Regions from separate parts of the Bicyclus anynana genome. Here region 2 is linked to region 1. The links are chromatin contacts, called in public Hi-C maps. All regions are on one chromosome and are shown on one strand. The core of a region is the stretch at or near the end of the contact, and the rest is flanking DNA. Distances in the headings are between cores, read along the strand shown.

Region 1 (4,169 bases), core at 712-3,211:
AAAAGAGAATGTTTTGCAAATCATAAGAATTAATGCTCAACTTTTTGTAATTTTGACATTATTGTTTTAAATAAGCGAAAAGTTGTGCTAGTTATGACAATCGAATTGACAGATTTGAACCAGTTTTAAATCGAAAAGTTGTGCTAGTTACGACAATCTAATTGGTAGATTTGAGCCAATCCAAGCTGTAACTACCGATAAGCTCTTGGCACTATCGATTAAATTGTTTTGCAAAATCTATTCAGAAATTACTCGTAACTTCATAATTTATAATGTACAAGTATCTATCTCGGCACTAACAATCCAAATAAAAAGACAAGCCATGTTGTAACTAACTTAGTTTATATTTACGTTCCCTAGTCACGAAACCTTGTAGTTGACATAGTTAATTACTTAATCAACATGCCTACCTGATTAAATTATGTAATTTGATGTAGTAAAGTTACCTGTCTATTTAAAATTTTAAACAATAGTTCCCGTAATATTATGATTAATGATTAATTTGCATTATGTGTGAAAATACACAAAGCGGACAAAAAGTACAAATTGTGTTTTGGGAATATATGAAAATTACCCTTTTTATCAATAAATAAAATTTAATTTTATTAAATTCGTCTTTTAAAGCTTTTCTTGCTATTCACAAGTTGTATTCGCATACCTACAGATTAAAAACTTGGGAGTAGACATTTCGTTTATCATTAATAATATCGCAATAGATATATTTCCTTGGATAATCAACCTACATCCAAGTTCTTTTCATGACCTACTTTACTAATCAAATTGATCCAATCGTCTGTAATCAGATGTAAATAAGTTGCATTACCATAATTTCATTATCTTCCTGCAAATCAGAAAACCTTATAAATTCAACCAAAACCTTGCTATAAATCAAATTGCAGTTATGCAATCAATAAGAATCTCTGTCAAAAGATACAAAATTTAACGTTTATTGAGAATTTAACGTTTATTGAGAACTAGCGGACGCCCGCGACTCTCTGTCTCTTTCTTTTTTACAAATCCCGCGGGAACCATGAATTTTCCAGGTTAAAAAGTAAGTATTCTGCTTCAAGGTCCAATTTATCTTTATACTAAAGGAAATGATCCCACTCTCCATAATATATTAATTGTCTACCCCAGAAAAGAAAATGTTATTGCGTCACAATTAAACTCTTACCTTTGGGTTGGTTGTAATGTCTAGATTAATTATAAATTTTATGTTATGTTGTTATTGCTTATATTATCATAACACTTACCTATCTTACTCACGCATTTTTAATATTAGAATGGATGGAATAAAAATATTTCAGTTCAACCCTCCAGCGTGCCTTTACTTGCGTGCGTGCATTGCCAGTGCGGTGAAAAACGGTGTATAATTTGGCGACTATTTTTGGAATTCAATTGCATTAAAAAGAAATGCTTCCCGCCATCCCCGCTTATCGCCGCGCTTTGTCCCCCACCATTAAGCTAATTTGAATGGTGCACAGCCTCAAAAAGCTGTTGTTCGATTCCATTCCTTTATTTTTGCGGCTCGATTGTGAATGTTGCATGGCTTGCATTTACAAAGACTGGCATTGATGGCGGCATTTACAAAACTGAATCGGATCTTCTTTATTAAGGAATTTTATGCTCGCAGTGCGGTGGATTGGTTGACAAAATTTTAATTTTTTTCAAACACTTTCATCTTTTTGGTACTTTTTATTGCATTACATTTCCTTAGAGAATATCAGTATTTGTAAGTCATTTATCTCACCGTTTTGTGTATTTTAAGCTGCTGTCTTCAACTTTTAGTTTATGCATTCGGAAATAGATTGTAAAAACTTTAGTTTTAGACGGAATAATCCCTCAGTAAAAATGAAATCAGATAACCGGCAATCACAACTGTCATCGCATTAACTAATGATCACTGTCAAAGGAAATGTGAATCTTAAAGCCAGAGGTATTGGGTTCAAAATAAATGAAAGCTGAGGGTCCGATGTGACGAATACCAAGGAACAAAGTCGTGGGCGCAACCGGTGACAAACGACTCCTTCTGTCACAGCAGTGATAAATAACTGATTATGTTACACGGCATTTTGCCTTCATAATTAATTGAAAGCAGTTATCAGTATGCAATTAGATCCCCGCCTTTAATTACAAACCATTAAATTTATAATATCTTTACATTTCACATAAAATACCGCAACGCAAATAAATTAAACAAAATTAATTACAATATTATATTTCACATGAAACCTGAGGGCACGCTTTATATTTTATGATTTTATATATTGTTTGAATTGCAAGCTCAAAGTCGCTTGCGTTTTTATAGTTTGCTTTTCAACCGGTTCCACGGTAATAAATACCGCGCACTTTAAGCGATCGGGCGTTCGAGCTTAAGGAAGCTACTTCATTTATATTAGTAATGGTCATTTGTTACTGTTGAGAATTGAATGGGAATTCTTAATACTTAATGAGGAAGGAGTTATGTTCAGGATGGATTTATTTATACAACGCATTTATGTATTACGTCTGTGAGGTCTGCGATGATTTGTCACATTTGAGGTTATAATGAAAATCTGTTGAAATGATCGCTTACAGAAATAGTCGCAGCTATTTCGGTGCAAACGACTATAGTAGTTAATTGCCGCATTTTTTTCGCGCCCGACTGCCACGGATTCCGTAATTTGTCTTCCCAGAAATGAGTCGCGTCGTCAAATGCAAGCGACATGTAGATACGGATCGTTTTTTTCTACGGACACCCCTCGAATTTCGGCTGGCGTAAATAATGTTTAGGAGAATACCCGGGGGTAACTTTAGACGAGCAATTACTGTTTTAACTGCCGAGACAGAAACGTCAAACGTAACTTATTTTCGGGGTGGAATATCCGTTGTTTAATTTTCTCTTTTTTTTTAATTGATTTAAAAGCTTTGCGAGACTATAGTAAATATATAATGCGTGTATCGGGTGAATAATTGAATTCGGATTGGCGCGCACTGCGGTCACATTTCAGGACGTAATGCAATCAATAATTTGACGTGTACAATGCGGTGAACACTTAACGACCACTGAAAAGATTTACGTTTGTCATTTAATTGTTTTACGACAGCCTTCGCTTGTATCAAGCTTTTGGGTTGATCATAATTATTGCGAATTCCGTGAACCGATGTTAAATGAAATGATATCCTTTAGCGACTTTATCCGATTTTTTTTATATCAAGGATTTAAATTACAATTTACATTTAAATCTTGATTTTAATTAAAATTTTCTGCTTTATGGTGTTGTAATGTTTGTTATAATAAATGGAACCTGGTAAAAGCGTAGACTATACTAACTTTCTGCTTTTATAAATTACAAAGTTTGTTTTCACCTGCTATTTATCTAATTTTCTCTAAATTTGTTCTCTATTATTAATTATACTACTATTATAAAAAGGTACAGTTTGTAGTGTCATAGGGGATAATCTCTGGATCTACTAAACCGATTTTGACAATTCCTTTAAAGGTAATTTATAGTTACTAGACATCCGCTAAGAACGGATTTCGCGACAGGGCCGGATTAAGAAAGTTTGAGGGCGGACGATGTCAACGGCATCAGATTGTATAAGCAAAATATACGCAATAATTGTTTTATAATAATTTTCAATTTATTCAGTACAATTATTTACATTTCTACCTACCTACACTAAAATACAACTTAAAACGAACTAGTTACCATATCGCTCTAATATGTAATGTAATAACTTCATAGTAATAACGAACCATCTTTACGAGATGAACGTTCTTTCATGTGTCATTTAAATTTAAATTACATTGTATTTTAATGCTCACAATGTAAGTTCATATTCTGGTTAAATTGCGGACGTAGTTTATACAGTTCATAACGTGTATGCAATTAAAATATTCATGAGATAATTCTTTTGAAGTCCTTTTACGAGTATGAGTAAGATTTCGTAGGGAGCTACTTGAAAATGATGAATTAGACTCTCGAGTGCTGGTAGTCTGGTGTTTGGAGCGATCTTATCTCGAAATACATTAGGAAGCTGTAAAAATATTACGCTCGAAGCTATTTTGAGCTGTAAAGCTCTGTGGTTTATCTTGAAACCAAATATCGTCTAACTTTCTGCATTAAAAAATGTAGTTTTGTCAAAAGATAAAAATGAATATCTTTTCGAGAAACATACTGAACGGA
Region 2 (4,169 bases), core at 1,040-3,539, 97 kb after region 1:
TCGCAAATAATGTTTCGATAAAATGCTTTTAGCAATGAATCGTCGTGAGCGGCTTTAGTTATAAACATTAAAACTAATGGCAAGAAATCTAGACGTGTGTATCTATCTCGTTTGCATTAAGTATAAGACAGTGCGCTGTGATATATTTCCTGCATAACTTCAGTTTCTATAAGACCATAAAATATGGGCATCCTTTACTTTGCCAGTAAATCATGCTGACCGTATCATATTTATTTTCCTTTCAAAATGTTGCTTGCACCTACTTGTAATCTACAATGTGTTCACTAAGGCTTGGAAACGCTATTACCAAGTATTCGTTACCACAATCATTATTATTAATATTGAAAACAAAAGGTGGCCAGTAAAAGAATGTAGGTAAGAGGTACCCTTCCACCTACACGGAAGATTGCTCGAATGTTCGCGTGCTACATAAAAAGCAATTACAGCTAACTGTAAAAATGGTGTACCTACTTAGTTAAGTAGGTACACCATTTTTACACCTTTTCGCATAGAAAGAAATTATGCACCCGTTTTTTTTTAATTTATCGTAAATTGAACTTATTTCGTTATTTGATTGGTAAAATAAGTGCCTTTATCCTAAGTTTTCATCTTTTTCATGGTCGATACCTACATTACCGTATTAGTTTCGACTCGTCGATGTTTGAGTGACTTTCTTTGCACAGTGAGATATTTTTTGATACCAGCTATGTGTCATGTCTTCTGATAAGTGAATATCGTAAGGCACGTGGCTTGTTGGTTGATTTCATGTATACGTAAGTTGATAAGGTTATGAAATGATAAGGTTTCAAGAATTTAATGAGTATGGCAGCCAAATATTGGATTCAGTCACGCAAAGGGCGTGCCAGATCAAAATACTTGTGCCCTCTGAAATCCCTGCTACCTGGATTATCTTTGAGATAAAGCTCTGAAGGTATTCCACAAAGTAAAAAGAACTGTTTCTTCTAAAATTTCCTCCACATTTTTAAATAGTAAAAATAAAATGGGGAACTCTTTCACAAAAAGTAAGTATTTTTAACTCGAGATTGTAAATTGATTTCTTAGAATAAGATTTAGACTTCTTATATTTCGGATAGCTTATAAGTTAGAAGTTATTTTTATTTTCGACGTAGGAATGTAAAATTACAAACAAAATAATTTGTTTCTTAAGATTAATCAATTAATTAATATACTTAACGTAGATATTAATATAGCAGATACCTACATAAATTAAAATAGTAATTTAAATAGAGATGTTTATTAAATAGATAATGTTTTTAAACAAACTACCTACGTAAAGTAGATGGAATATAAAATTGAACAATACAACCCTTTCAGTTACGTATTGTTAAGGATTACATTTCCGAGAACCTTGCTAATTATTTTTGCCGAAGGATACTGAAGCAGGCTATACGATTTATCGTAAAACCCAATTTAGAGCTGCGAGGCACGCGATTACAATCTTCTCACGACAGGGAAGGCGCGCAAACTTCTCATCTCCAGGGAAATCACGCACGCAAGAAACTTTATAGCAACACGTCCGTCCAAGCGATCCGCCCGGAGCGGCCAAGACGTCGTGCCACACACAGGCCGATCAAAAGAAATAACAAGACGCGGGCAATGCCTCTACGCGGTTGCCTCGCTTCTTTGTAAAACTTATTTCTATCCCACTTGATGCACTTTCATAAAATTTCAAAGTTTTTGCTCACTGTCACCAAACCACGAGTAGGAACCGGTAGAAGCAATGCCATTGTCACTTATAATGAACACTGACCGTAGTTGAATATGGTTGCAGGCTCAACCGGATCCCATCCTGAGCGAGACGTTCACGCAGCAAACGCTTCAGTTGTATTCGCGGTATTTTCACCAGTTCAGCCTTGCCCTCTTCGTATTCATCAGCATACTTCGCCGTTTCTATTGAGACGGTGGCCTGTTCTTTGCGTGTCTCCTCTTCACATCGGTAAGAGTCTCGAGCGGCAGCTGCTTCCTCCAAAGTGAAGTACACTGCTGCTGCACCCTCCTCTCTCAGAATTCTCACAGAATGCAGCAGCCGCTGACGATGTGTAGGATTGAGAACACCTATGGCGTCCAGATCGGGCTCGGCGACCTGTTTGCATATTTCTAGGTCGTCGTAGCCGTTATCAATAAAGCTCTCTGAATATTGGCCCAGGTGGAGCGATCGCAACCACTCGATTACGATGTTGCCGGTTGTCGAAGTGGCCATGTCGCGTCAAAACGCGGGGCGCATCACAAGGCGTGCTCGCGGCGCGGTCGTCGGCGAGAAACTGGCGACCACGCTCCCCTTTACCCCTCCTCTCCCTCCACCCTTCACGAGCCACGGCTGCCGTCCCTAAAAACTACGTGCTTTTGCTTTCTGACATTTTGTACATTTCACATCAAAGTAGATACATATACATACTTTTATACCTTAAAAACAATCAATGCTATTATTTATTTATAGTGATTTCAAATGTCTAAAGTCCAATGATTTATCTACGTACCTGCGAAAGATAATAACAAAGCCAGCGGGTGGTTGCCAGATCATGATTAACATGTTTATAACTACCTATCTAACCTCAGTAATAAATATTTTATTCGTCGGATAAGCTTTTTATTAACACTATAAAACACTTGATTAAAACAAGCTACCTAACTTATAGACTTACAGCGAGGACATCATAATTATTATATTAGTACTAGATGAAGCCCACGTTAAATTCTGTTTTATACATCTATCTGTCGAATTTCAGCCAAACCAAAGGTTCAGTAGCTGGAGCGCGAAGGAGTAACAAACAAATACACTTATCTACACACAAACTTTCGCCTTCAATAATATTAGTGTGATACCTGATATGAACTAAGAACTTATTGCATTTTGAAACAAGAGGAATTCACGCAAACTAGCCATCTCTCCGATACGGGGATGTACTTAAGTAACATTGCTTTATTTGCGTAATTTTTGTTCTTCTTTTCTCATCCATTCAGAATGTTTTTTTTTCGAAGTACAGTCAATTTCTACTGTCTAATGTCTTAGAATATTGTAGAAGTTAGTTTTAAATATTGAAATATATGTTTTATATATGCTCCATCACTAATCAACTACAAAGGTTTTCCTTGTTTCGAATAAACAAATTGCTCTCTTACTTAAAAACTAGGTATTTCTCTTTATCATGTCTCGAACAAGTCCCTTTCACGATAGCTACTGGAAAATTAGTATTCTATCTGCTACGACAAAATGAAATGATAAGCCCGCAAAAGCCTACCGCGATTTGCGCTATCGCCAGATGGACCAGATTATTTTAACCTAGTTCCTTCGCTAACCGATTCAGGGGCTCTTAGTTTTATTGAAAAATAAATATCTTATCTCTTAGTTTAATACAATTTGTACGGGACTCACACTATCTTTTATTATTTTGTCAATCATAATATTGTCAGGACTTTTTGTAGGTGAAATTGTGAAAATACTATTGATCTTACGAAAAACTAATTATAGCTGATTGATCTACGAATATTTGTTTATTCTATCATGCTAGTTTTAACCGTAAATTCTGAGCCATCCTCTGCTTTTATTCGTAGTAATCCGTAAACCTCAAACATATAGGTTGGAGCCTAAATAAAACTGGTCAAATTTTATTTATACCATTTGTAACAACAAACGTTAGCATGGCCTAACGGCGCCATCTAGAATCTATACTTATATTACGAATTCTGTACATTCTGTACAATGAAGATATTTTGCATCACGCTGAAACTACTGAATGAACTCAAATGAAACTTGGCACGGTTTAAGACCTTAATACGGAAAAGGTTATAGGATACTTTTTGTTGCGAAAATAAAATAAGAAGGGGGTGAAATAGGGGTTGAAAGTTTGTATGGAAAGTGTTTCATTTTTAGAATTCCAGTTTTAAAATATGTTCATAAATCATAAAAAAAATACGGAATATAATGGGATTAAAAAAAATTTAAAATGTAAACTCTAAAGTGGTGAAATAGGGCTTGAAAGTTTACATTGATTTCCACGCGGACGAAGTCGCGGGCGTTCGCTAGTATCTAAATACCTAAATATGTAAAATATACTATTATTGTGCCCACTCCTGATACAGTATTTTCCGGCTAGTTGGTTAGTTAGTCAGGGGAATGGGAATGTTAGTCATATTTACAAGATATGGCA

Evidence for each region. Hi-C and Micro-C count contacts between places; a contact is called where the count stands out from the background.
Region 2: a Hi-C map of whole body shows a contact between it and region 1, with 1.7 times the contacts expected there. The contact joins the promoter of LOC112055865 here to the enhancer-like site in region 1.

The regions. Positions count from the first base shown.
Region 1 is chr12:6,906,155-6,910,323 of ilBicAnyn1.1, forward strand. All of the region lies in intron 1 of LOC112055865, which reads right to left. Among protein-coding and RNA genes, the nearest start is that of LOC112055865, 97 kb to the right of the region's middle. Within about 2 kb of position 1,962, at least 7 of the 8 cell types and tissues checked have open chromatin away from gene starts, as enhancers often do.
Region 2 is chr12:7,003,195-7,007,363 of ilBicAnyn1.1, forward strand. It overlaps LOC112055865, which reads right to left and starts at 2,290. Exons shown (of 12, transcript XM_052884870.1): 1 at 1,772-2,290. The coding sequence starts at 2,221.